Regions from separate parts of the Mus musculus genome. Here region 1 is linked to region 2. Evidence: chromatin contacts called from public HiChIP or PLAC-seq data. All regions are on one chromosome and are shown on one strand. Each heading gives the region's core, a stretch centred on a gene start, on an enhancer-like site or on the middle of the called end of the contact. The rest is flanking DNA. Distances are from core to core; before and after follow the strand shown.

Evidence for each region. HiChIP or PLAC-seq counts read pairs in DNA pulled down with a chosen protein or histone mark.
Region 1: a contact with region 2 is called in an H3K27ac HiChIP or PLAC-seq map of SST interneurons, with 3 times the contacts expected there. The contact joins two enhancer-like sites. A contact is called at or near these places in 1 of 15 datasets of contacts at CTCF or cohesin (the NIH/3T3 cell line), 1 of 484 Hi-C or Micro-C datasets (nephron progenitors) and 3 of 115 datasets of contacts at active chromatin or transcription factors (SST interneurons, embryonic basal ganglia and embryonic forebrain).

Annotation. Positions count from the first base shown.
Region 1 is chr4:12,505,530-12,511,706 of GRCm38.p6, forward strand. No RefSeq gene overlaps it. Among named protein-coding and RNA genes, the nearest start is that of Gm46846, 330 kb to the left of the region's middle. Within about 2 kb of position 1,827, at least 35 of the 459 cell types and tissues checked have an H3K27ac peak or open chromatin away from gene starts, as enhancers often do. A contact at or near this core is called in SST interneurons, where this site is marked.
Region 2 is chr4:12,236,663-12,242,486 of GRCm38.p6, forward strand. It overlaps the pseudogene Gm11847. Among named protein-coding and RNA genes, the nearest start is that of Gm46846, 66 kb to the left of the region's middle. Within about 2 kb of position 4,454, at least 6 of the 459 cell types and tissues checked have an H3K27ac peak or open chromatin away from gene starts, as enhancers often do. A contact at or near this core is called in SST interneurons, where this site is marked.

The DNA.
Region 1 (6,177 bases), core at 577-3,076, 270 kb after region 2:
CAGTTGGGACTGGATTCCCATGATCAGTTATTATGCCTATTTTAACCAGTTGTGCATCTCTGTGATGGTCTCTGCCTGCTGAAAAGAGCGGCTTCTTTGATGGTTGAGAACTACACTCATCTGTGAATATAAGGATAGGTTTTTGTTTAAACAGCCTAGGATGGTCTCAGACAAGATCCCCCTTCCTTAGTCACTCCAGTTCTGAATGTACCTGGCCTCATATATTTAAAAATGTATTTAAACAAACACACTTTAATATAATAGCTTCAAAGCTATAACTCTTGTAGAAGAATGCTATTTTCCATGCGTGACGGCCAACTTGGCAGGAAGTAGTAGAAAAACCTTTTAGATATTGTCTGTGATGGAGTTTGAATTGAGGTGAGAAGATCCACCCTAAATGTGGATGGTGCCATCTCATGGGCTGGGGCTCAAGGTGTATAAAAAGTGGAAAAAGAGCTGAGCACCAGTATCACTTATTCTCTGCTTCCTGACTGTGCATGTGATGTGACCAGCTACCTGAAGCAGCTCCCACCATGTCCCCTTGTCATGACAGACTGTCCCTCAAAGTGTGAGCCAAAAAGTCTCCATTCCTTAGCTGCTTTTATCCAGTACCTTGTCACAGGACAAGAAATGTAACTAATTCCTGTGTTTCCAGGATAGGAGCCTAACTCATACTGGGCATAGTATCTCAGAGATCAGACAAACGACAGCATTGCTGCTCTCTGAGGATATCTGAGGAAGCCACTGGAAAATGCAAGAAATCAGGGCTGGGATAAAATATTGGTAAAACAGAGCGGTTTGGGTTTATTGGTTTTTTTTTTTCAGCTGATCCCTAAATCCATTTTTTAGTAGTGCTTTCAGGCATTCCTTCTGAAACTTGAATGTGTGCATGAATGTGTGCCCTGGGATGGGTTGACATGAAGGATTCATGGGGGGGAGCTCAGGAAGGGGTGACACCCACCTGCATTTCTAACAGCTTTCCCTCTACTGTAGAGCCACTAGCCTCTGTTCTTTATCGTGGGAAACAGTGCTACAGTTGGTGGGAGATTTCCCTACCTGCCTTCTTGCTGTAACTTGGATCTTCATCAAAACTCTAAATTAATTGGTTCAGATATTATTATTTTCATTGACAAATGATGCAATCACACCTCAAAGGGGTGAGATGACCTTCTCATATGCCCAAATCACAGTGCTATGACTTCAATTTAGCTCCTTGGCTTCTGGACAGCAGCTGCTTCATGGCTTTTAAACTCTCATCTATAAAAGCACATGCTAATTAGTGTTTTTGGCTGGTGCACATCTACACACACACACACACACACACACACACACACACACACACACACACACAAGGCTGCAGTTGAGGAGGGAGTGATAAGACCCCCTGAAGCTGCAGCTGCTTGGGGGCCAGCTTGGCAGCAGTCTCTGGAAATGATCCAGCCACTGCAGCACGCTCTGGAAAGTTGCCTATCCTTCACGTTCTGCCCACTCCAGCACAGATGTGAGCTCTTTCCTTTACGTTTACTCTGCACATAAGCTAAACCACGTTTCACCCACCTCTGAGATAATCTGCTTCCATGTTGCTGCCCAAGTCAGAAAGCTATTTATTGTGATGCTGGAAAAGATTGTTCTTCTCACTCAAGGAAGGCGCTGCTCTCAGGGAGAGAGCCTGAGCATTCTGGGAAAAGGGAAAAAAAAAGTCTTTGAAGCATTTCCAACCAAATCCTTGGAGAGGTAAACATATTTTCAGCCATAGGATTCCAGGTTAAAGAAGTGTGTCCCCCACTTGTTTACAAAGCATCACAGCAGCTGTTAGGCAGCTCCTGCCCCCACTGGACAGAAGAGGCATTTGGAAGAGATGCCAGGCCTCCCATACAGTCTGCTCTCTTGCAGCCCTGGGGGAAGAACTCAGCCTCATCAGCCACCAGCAGTGCAGGGAGCTCGGGAGTACTAGGATGGGATGCAGCTGAGACAGGGCTGCCTTCTCTGGTTCCACGTCGGTGTGCTCTTTTTATTAATGTTTAAAAAAAATCACATTCCCTCTCCATTTTTTTTTAGTACAGAGGTGAAAAAAAATCACCTCTCCGTATTCCCTGCTGGCTATCCATTTCCCAGTGATGCACCTGCTGTAGGATACAGTGCCCTGAATTTCTTAGGTAAGGAGTCACTTAGCTCCACTTGCAGTGGCTCATGTTGGCTTCCTTCTGCCTGTCTGCTCCTACATAAAAAGTCAGTTTGTGTCCAGCATTGTCTGTGATGTCCTCCTTGGACATGCCAGGGCACAGTGATTGCCTGCTTTCCTAATCCTACAATGCTATGTGTTCTCAGCATGTGTGCAACCACGTTTTTCAGAATGCTATTGGTGAGAAAAATAAATGGCTGCCATTTCTGGTATGGATGCTGTGCGTTTTACATTGTAAAAGGCTTGTTGATGAGCTTTCCCATTCATCCTCAAGAAGAATCCAGCAGGCACGGTTATCATCATTTGAAGATGAGAAATCTGGAGAGATGGCTTAGTTGGTAATATGCTTGCTCTGGAATTATGAAGTCCTGAGTTTGGATGCCCAATACTAATACAAAAATGTCATTTTATAACTCCAGTGTGGGGGAAAGTGGAAAGGATTCCTGGGGCCTGGTGAGCAGTAAGTCTTGCCAAATCTGAGCCCTAGGTTCTCTGAGAGATCCTGACTCAAAAAAAAAATAAGGTAAACAGTGATAGAGGAAGATATGCAATGTTAACCTCTGGCCTCCACACACACACATGCATGGGCACACACATTCATATATCACACACACACACACAGAAACAAACACATGCACATGGTCACATTCACACAATGCAACATTACACATACTTGAAAACTGAGGCATAGAAGATTAAGAACTTGCCAAAAATTGAACACCCAGAATTAGGTATGTATGTATGTATGTATGTATGTATGTATGTATGTATGTATGTGTGTTGGGGTGCTTATAATATCTTTTAAATAGGCTATGAAAATTCCTCTTCTATTACAGAGGTAAATGGCAGCCTGTGATAGATATAATTATTTAATTAAGACCATCATACGGATCATGGTTAAGGCAATATGGATCTGATTGCAAGCCACATGTGTAGCATAATAATAATATAATAATATCTGGCTTTGTCTTTGCCTTGATAAGGTCAAAGCTGTCTAAGAAGAAACCATGCAAAAGAAAGCAGGACTGGGAGAATGGGAATGCTGAGTTCTAATGGGAAATTCGAGCCTTGGATCCAGTGGGGTTTGTTTCTAGATTCTTTTCTTTTATTCTAAGAACAAATACATTCTTTATTTTATACTCTATTTTGGAGTTAGATATTTTTCTCCATGTAATCAAATGAGCCATGACCACTGTATCTCACTGGAACAAACATTACAACTAACATTAAAGGTAAAGAACTTGATCCTTCTTTAGACAAGCCGTTGTTGGAACAAGATTATGTGCAGATTTGTGCTCTCTCTCTCTCTCTCTCTCTCTCTCTCTCTCTCTCTCTCTCTCTCTCGCCTCTGTCCCTCCCCACTGGTATAGTGCTGCCCAGCACTACCTCCTATGTTCTAGAAATTGTCTAGATCTGCACTTTCAGCCAGGTCACCAGTGCCATACGTGCCATTGAATCCTTGCAATGTGACAGACAGCATGACCAAAGCATGGTCTTTCTGTTTTGTTTCTCTTTGTTTTACTTATAGGTGCATGTGGACATAGAAATGGAATTAGCCAACACAGAGCTCGACCTCCTCTTCTCCATGGATGAATATTACTACACATGCTGCCCGATGGCAGTGAAATTGTAGGCATAGTTTGTGGTGAGACCCTGGGATCCTGTGGCTCTTTGTGTGATTCAAAGCCCATGACATTTTCATGTGTGAGGCTCAGAGAAGGGAATAACTTGCTCACCCACCTCATTCTCTTCTAGAACAGTACCAAGGGATGAAAACCTCTCTCACTGTATAACTGTGTGCTGCCTGCTCTGGTACATCTAGCGTGTGCGATCTTTAGATGAGAAGAGCACTGGTGCTGGAACTCTCCAGGGCTAGGTCAAGCTCACAGGTGTAGACATGACTATACAAAACAAATCCACACTATCCAGTCTTGTCCTTTCTGTCTCATAATTCTTAATTCAAGTTTATGGAAGGAAGGTAGAGATGGCTTTAATTTAAGAGACCATGCAGACTTTGGAATCAGGCTGAGTGAAACTTCTCCTACTTGATTACTTATTGCATTAAAGACACTAGCTAACCATTTATGCTGTTTAAGTGCCATTACTATGGCTGAAAAAAATGGAGAATATCTGTGATCCAGCATCTCTATGAGTACTAGGTGAGACCTTGTATGTAAAGGGATTAGCAACGAGCCCGGCATGAAGCAAGTGTTCCATGAAAGCCCATTGACAATGTTTCACAGTAATGTTGATAGAATAGGGGACACTACCACATTGCTGATACTGGAAGAGCTTTCACACTGGGACTCCTGATAGCCTGGAGCAGTGTTTTAGTGTGAAATCTGGCCAAATGATTCACAGAAGTACTTCTTCACAAATGATTTAGTTTCAAATGAAGCACATGGGGATCTTTGACCCAAAGATATGAGTATGCCTTACAGAATTATTGTTTTTCACTTTTGGATACCCTAGGACACAGGGTCTAGAGCTATCTTCAAGTAACCTCTGGTTTAAACATGTTTCCTTGTGCCTAAGTATGGTGGACACCTTGGTAACTTGTTTGTGGGAGTTTGACCTTCTCCCCAACCCACATACAAACAGTCTCCTCTTCCACATCCCATGGAGGGTGCAGGTGCTGAGAAAGTTGATGTTATTTGAGAACACATTGTTTGGTTAGTTGACAAAGCTTCTCTTGTTTTTATTCTTTTCTTGCAAGGGGAACATTTTTATGTTCAAGAAATCATTTACGGACTGGATTTTTGTGAGATGGCTAGATTCCATTAGATGAAGAGGTGGTTTTGTGAGATAATATTGTCACATTTGAGTCCCACAGATTGTGATCCAATTTTGTGCAGACTCCTCTAGAATGCTAACTTCAAAGTGGAAGAAAAGCATTTCATCTCATAACTCCAGGAATCAGGTTGACTGACAACTCTCTCTTTAACATGCAACCATGGAAACCATTCATCTTACACACACATCACTGAGATCCTTGGGTCATACCTGGTACTACATGGATGTTAGACACCCAGAGGTATATATACGATCTTAAGAGACTGTTTGCAGTACCTTAAGAACATATGAATTTACAGGATCACAACTACTTAAAAAGGGTCTCAGAACTTATTTCTAAAAATCACTGTTGTAGTATTGCTGTTTCCTCTTGGATGGAAGTGATCATACCTTGAAGTAGAGCAGCTACAATATTCCATACAAGACTCATGATATCGGGCCTATCTGAGATTATTTAAAGAGATGAACCATTGACTGCGGGCTTAGACTTCTCACTGTTTTATTAGTCCTGCACCTTCCTATAAGGAACCCCAATAAATTAATTGTTTCACTAAGCTGCTCTTTGATTGGATCCAGTTCTGCCTGTGCCTTCTCTGTCTGGGTTAAATAGACATTTCTTTATGTCTTCCTGGAAAAAGTCACAGAATAGTTGTGTTGTGACCTTGTTAAGGAATTACTGTGGGCCCAAGCCCCAAGTTTCTCATTTCAACATCTGTTCAGACTTAATTCCATCACAGGTGACTGGAGCATTCAACTCTAGTAACTCAAAAAGGACAAATGAAGGGAAGCCAATCCCTTATACATCAGCAGATATTTATTGAATTGCATGACCCGTGGCTTCCATGTGGTATTCCAGATAACAATGATACTTCTGTGGCTTATGTCACCCCCATCCTGTTCCTGTGCAATAAGTACAGGTGTACCCCCTGTGGAGAAGAGTAGATTGCCTCTAGAGATCTGTGGATAGATAAAGCCTCATTTCTGAACTACAGCCCTTATCCCTGTGCTAATGAATTAATTGGAAACTGGTATCATGTAACAGATCCCAGTGATGTTAAAAGGGTAAAGGGAACCAAAGTAGGGATGAAGAGACTGTAAGTCAGACATCTTTAGCTCTTCTCTCCCTGCAGAACACAGAGAGGCCTGCTGAGCATCTAGGTTGCAAGGTCATTTTCATTCTTGAAGTTAGAGAGAGGGAATCT
Region 2 (5,824 bases), core at 3,204-5,703:
ACCTTAAATACGAAGGTTTCTGGCTGGGTAAGGTTTGTAGCTCACAGTAAAAACCGATGACACTGTTGGTTTCCCACAAGTCAATGTCACAGTTGAGACACCCCTCAAGCTCAGTTTTGTTTTGGTGCCCATTGAGCAAATTCTAAGACATAGGCAGTTACATTCTGCAAAGCCATGGGTGTTTGTCATAAGCTAGATGTGCCTCTTCATGTGTACAACTCAATGTTCTAAGGTAAAGTCATCCTTCAATAAGGGAAAGTCATGTTGGCTTTTCAAAAGTAAGTTTTTCATGTATGACTTTAATAAGCTGTTCCCACCCTAAGAAGAACTAGGAACTTTCACAGTTGTCAGAATAATTGTCTTCCTTAAAGCTCTATAGCGTGTAAGTTTACTCTTGTGTGGACCAGTAGGGATAGTCAAGTGTTTAGTCTTCTCCCCTAACCCATCACAAACAGGGTCTCACTGTTGTCCTAGCCTGGAACTCAATCCACCAGCCTTCTGTGTCTCCCAAGTGCTGGAGTTAAAAGGGTGGTGCCTGTATGATAACTCAAGTTCCTTTTAAAAAAAACATCCAAAGAACAGTTGGGTTACTATTCACATAATGTTGCTGGTTGTTCATAAGGGCTATTTCTGCTGCCCTGAAAGGGCTTATTTGAAAATTGCTTAATTCAGGTTACTTCTTAATAGAACATTTTCAGGGGACAAATCTGCAAAATGTTTCCCACACAGGGAACATCCCTGCATCAACAAGTTTGCTTGGCATTTAAGTCAGGACAAAGTTCACAGAAATCATAGTTACCAATGAGGTAGCAATCGTTCAATGGTGGTTAACAGATTGGAGAAAATACATTTGCTTAGGAGGCATTTACAGTCCATTTCCTTTCTGAAATAAAGTTATTTTACTAATATGGTTCCACTGTCATTTCTGCAAAAACACTTTACAATGGTAGAAGGGTAAGCATAAAACAAAAGAGGCTGCCTCTGGTTTTGTTGGACCTGTGGGATGCTGCTCCCAGTTTACATGTCTGAAAGGTGTGTTCACATTCGTGTATAAATTAGGGGACACATGGTAAGAAAAAGTCCATCTAGTAGGGGACTACAGAGAAATGGGCTCGGTTTTTAAGGGTTCTGTTAATGTCACAATTTGAAACGCTCCTGACAATAGTTCAGTAATTGGCATGGTAGCAAGCATGCAGATGTGCAAGGTGCTGTGAGGATTGGTAGCCTGAGTATTCAGTTTTAAACTTAACATGTCTTCTAATCTTTATGACAGCAGAGGTGGTCTGTAATTCAATTGTTTTCATTTGTAGCATAATGAAATGTTACAGAAAGATGACCTTTTCATTAAAATATTTTTAGAAAAAAAAAAAAAAAAAAAAAAGAAGCTCTGAACTTCGGAGCCTCTGCACACTTGTCATGTCAGGGTAAGTTCCTGTCTCTGGGCCTTTGCATGTTCTCTTCTCTTTTCTAGGGGTGATTTGCTCTGATACCTGAATGTCTAAACCTCTCATTTCTGTGTGTTCTTTACTCAAAAATCACATTCTCTGTGTCGGAAACCCTCCAGGCTCATATCATTTTGGATTTCCTTTCCTTGAATATTTTCCCTAGCACAAAATACATGTAGCATTGTGCATTTTTTACTCATCATCATTATTATTTGTATAGATTCCAAGTTACAGTAGGACAGAGATTTTTGCCAGTTCTGTTTGCAACCCTGTACATAGTGCTTAGCATGAAGTAGGAGACCAATACATGTTTAAGGAATACCTAAATAGATAGCAGCTTTCAATAAACACAGCAGAAATGAGCCATGGTGTATAGGCATTGGATCTGAGCCTAGAACTAATGTCAAGGGAGATGAATGGGTTTCCCCCAACATACGTTTTTGAAAAGGCACTAGCAAAATTAGCTCGTATTTACCCAGATCTTTTAAGTTTATAAAAAGTCAACCAGTAGTTCACTGGCATTAGCAAGCTTATATGTAAATGTCCTCATCGAACATTTCCAATCCGCTTCTGCACATCAGAGGGCTTTCGACTCCTTACCTGCCAGAACAGTGATTATGCTTCAAAGACATCTGCTCAGCTCCTCATTGCTGGCTCCTCCTGTGGTGTATACAATCGCGTGCATTGGTACATATTTGTTTACATGGTATGGCATATGGTACTGGTCAGTTCTGGCCATAGACATGTTCTGAAGACTTTTGGTAGCACTAGGCCTTACTATGTGGTTTTTGCCATTGAAAATTAGATTTCTTTTCTAAGAACTGCGTGCTGAACACTCTGACAGGAGGAGTTTTGAACAAAGATGTTCAGATTCTCATCCTGCTGCAAAACTGTGCATTCCAAAGAGACTTAGCTAAGCACTACAGTACTGCCTCTCAAGAAAAGCAAGCTCAGATTTGGATAAATTTGGGGGAACTTGATGCTTGGGATAAAATTGGGAAAATGTCGGGTCTTATGGTAGAATTTATGAAAATACAAAGTAATATGAGTTTCAATATGCTTGAGTATAAGTATTTTCTGGGAAGTGTTACTTTTGCAAAGTTTTTCATTTTGTTTTCAAGTGAAGGAGAGAACCTACGAGCAACACAAATACTCTTATAAAAGGGCAGAGCTTTGCTTCTAGGGCAACAAGACTATTTGATAATTCTGATTATTGATTATCAATCAAATCTCTCCAGCTTTAAACAGAGTTATGGGTTTTGTTAAATAAAAGAGGAACCTGGACTTCCTTGTAAGGCGAGTCTTTATTTGAAAGGGTTATATAAGAGGGGAGGCAGATATTGCAATAGAGAAGATGCTGTGATCGCAGGACTAGGAGGGGTCTCAAGAACTGGAGAGAAGGTATTTCTAAGAGAAGTGAACCAGATACCAAAGCACTGGCTTGGGGATGTGGGATGCAGGAGAGGTGCCTAGGGTAGTAGTGGCAGTAGAGCTGAGCCCGAGTGTGAGTGACAGTCATTTTGTTTGATCAACAGGAAACAGAGATTGAGTTAATCAGCTACCAAGCAAAGACTGGCAATGGAGAGGGTCTGCATGCAGCCTTGCTGGAGCGGAAGTAAACAAGGAACAAAGGTCCTGACAGAAAGTGGCTCCTTACTGCAAGCCCAGGTACAGACCACAGAAAATAACAGGGAGGCTACTTTAATCCTTGTGTCTCCCAAGGCAGAGCTCAGGTAAGATTTGCTCACTTCAAAACCTAGGATGGATTTGGAAACACACCCTGGCCTTTTCATTTACAAAGGGATTAAAATAACAATTTGATGATATTATGGCATTTGAAATTGCTCTTCAGGATTTGTGTGTGTGTGTGTTAATGTAAATTGTTAAAAAACCAAACAGGAACATGGAAGGGAGTCTTTGGAGATAGCACAGTCAGAGATGCTGTTGGCTGCTGGTTTGTATGGTAGCTGACATGCAGGGGCACTACAAACTTAGGAAGGGCAGGAGAAAATCAATCTCTGTACGTTAATCAACAGAAATTAATATTCAGATAGTCTTTCGTAAAAGCAAGCACCCAGTTCACCTTAAGCTATTTGCTTTCCAAAAAAAACCCCGACTATTTACTGAACTTTGAAAAATTTCCTCCAAGTGAAGAACAAAGATAAGACAAGGAAGTTAACAGATACTCAAAGAATTAAGACAAAGCATCAGGTGTTTCATTTTTATATTGTGCTAAAACTAAAAGGACCAGAGAACATGTTCATGATGAATTTAGGTTTTGTTTTGTTTTGATTTGGAAACAAGTAACATTGAAGAGAGTGGCATAGAGAGAGTTGTTGGTTTGATTTCCTCTTTTAGCTGTGTATTTATATTAAAGTCTGATTCCCCTTAAAATATCTTCCCAAATGAAACCATACAATTTTATTAAAATTTCTGAAACTTTTAAATACATCAAAACCAAATAAAAGTGGACTAGGGAGGGGGAACCTTTGGAAGTGTGTGGGCAAATTCATTCCTGAGGGAACATTCCCTGAGGAAAAATAGAAACAATTTGGTCACCCAAATGTTCCTAATGTCACCTTCCTCTTCTCTTAAAGATAAGCCGATGAGACTTAAAAGAGTCAGTGTAGTCATTTTATCTTCTCTACACCAGAAACTCACGACTTATGAAGGAATAAATACTAAGTCACCAATGTTGGCGAAAAGTTGGGTACAGGGTGGAAGTGGTGCTTCTACATCTTTAGCAGGCGAGCTAGAAAACCTGAGGAAAACATGAAGTTCTTAGAAAGTTAACCGGAGAAATTTTTCCTTTGGGCGACCTCAGTGTTCAGGGAAACAATGGCCGTTGTTGGTGGCGCCAGGCTGCCAAGCATCCTGCCTTTCTTTTTCTCTTTTCCCTTTCTGCAGAGTATTGGGGTAAGGATCCTGTTCCCAGCCTCAGCTGCACAACTCAGGTCTTCCCAGGGCACGGGGCAAAGAACGGTTTCCATTGCTATTTCATCGCCAGACAGTAGATGGCGCTGGCTTTCTGTCAAAAGACTCTTCCTGCGCGGTCTCGTGCTGAACCACCTCCGACTTAGGTGCGTTTGCTTTTTATTTGTTTGTAATCACATGTTATAGGCAGCAATTTCACAGACTTATGTAAAATACCCAAACAGAGCTTCCCCAGTTTGGGTAGTTCTGTTGCAGAGGCTTCTTCTTTTTTTTCTTTTTCTCTTTCTGATTTTGATGCCATTGGCTGGGAAAGCTATTTCCCTGTCTTAAAGATTTTCCTTAAATTATGCCATCCTCTGTGAGGCATCGAGAAAGATGCTGCCTTCTGGAAAGGGATTGTAAAGAAAATGCATAAATGACAAATATCTTGTAGCTAAACTTTGGTAGTTTTTTTCAAAGAAACTTTTAAAATTGTATAACCCATTTGATTTTTATGCCTTTAAGTATCTCAATTTCCCTTTAAGCCAGAAGATATCCTTTAATCTTAAAAAAGTGAGCTAAGAATTGGCTTTCTGGAGACAGTTTGCCGTACTCTCTAATACTGTCCCAATAACCCAAAGGGACCATTATACAGCAGACATACACATTTCCATAACAAACAGAACGTATTGCCATCAGAAATGTTTGCCTGCCTTATGTAAAAATGTCAGAGGCAGGGGATGTGGAGATGGCTCAGTCAATCAAGTGCTTGCCGTACCAGCAGGTATGGCAGGAAGGTAGGTTTGATTCCCAGATCCCACGAAGAGGTGGTAAGTGCTGAGGTGTGCATCTGTGATCTCCACTTGGGAGGCAGACACTGGAGGGTAGCTCGGGCTCTCTGGCCTGACAGTCTAGTCAGACAGATAAGCTTCAAGTCCAGTGAGAGATTTGTTTCAAAAATTAAGGTGAAAAGGCAGCAAGATGGTTCAGTGGGTGAAGCACTTGCCACGCACACTTGACAGTCTAAGTTTGTTTTCCAGGTTCCCATGTAAAGGTGGAAAGAGAGAACAACTTCACTATGTTCTTTGACCTCACACACGTGCCATAGCACATGTCCTCCCCCCACCACGGGAATGACTGAGGAAAACATCTGACATTAACTTCTGACTTTCACACTCACATTCATACCCACATGTGCATACACACTTATAGACACAAACACACCATGCACACATACAGTATTACATACACATAAACAAAAATTTTCAATGATGCCCTTCTTGGGAAGTGTTTTTAAGAATTTTCATGAAAACAAATTATGGAGAATTTGAAGAAAAATTATCACTCATAAATACAGATTGTTTTTGCGGCTCCAGTGACTTATGTTTTCCAAATACAATTGCATTTATTTCACTAAATGTAGATTTTAAAATACAAGCTCTCTTTTGTAGAATGGAACAAGGATG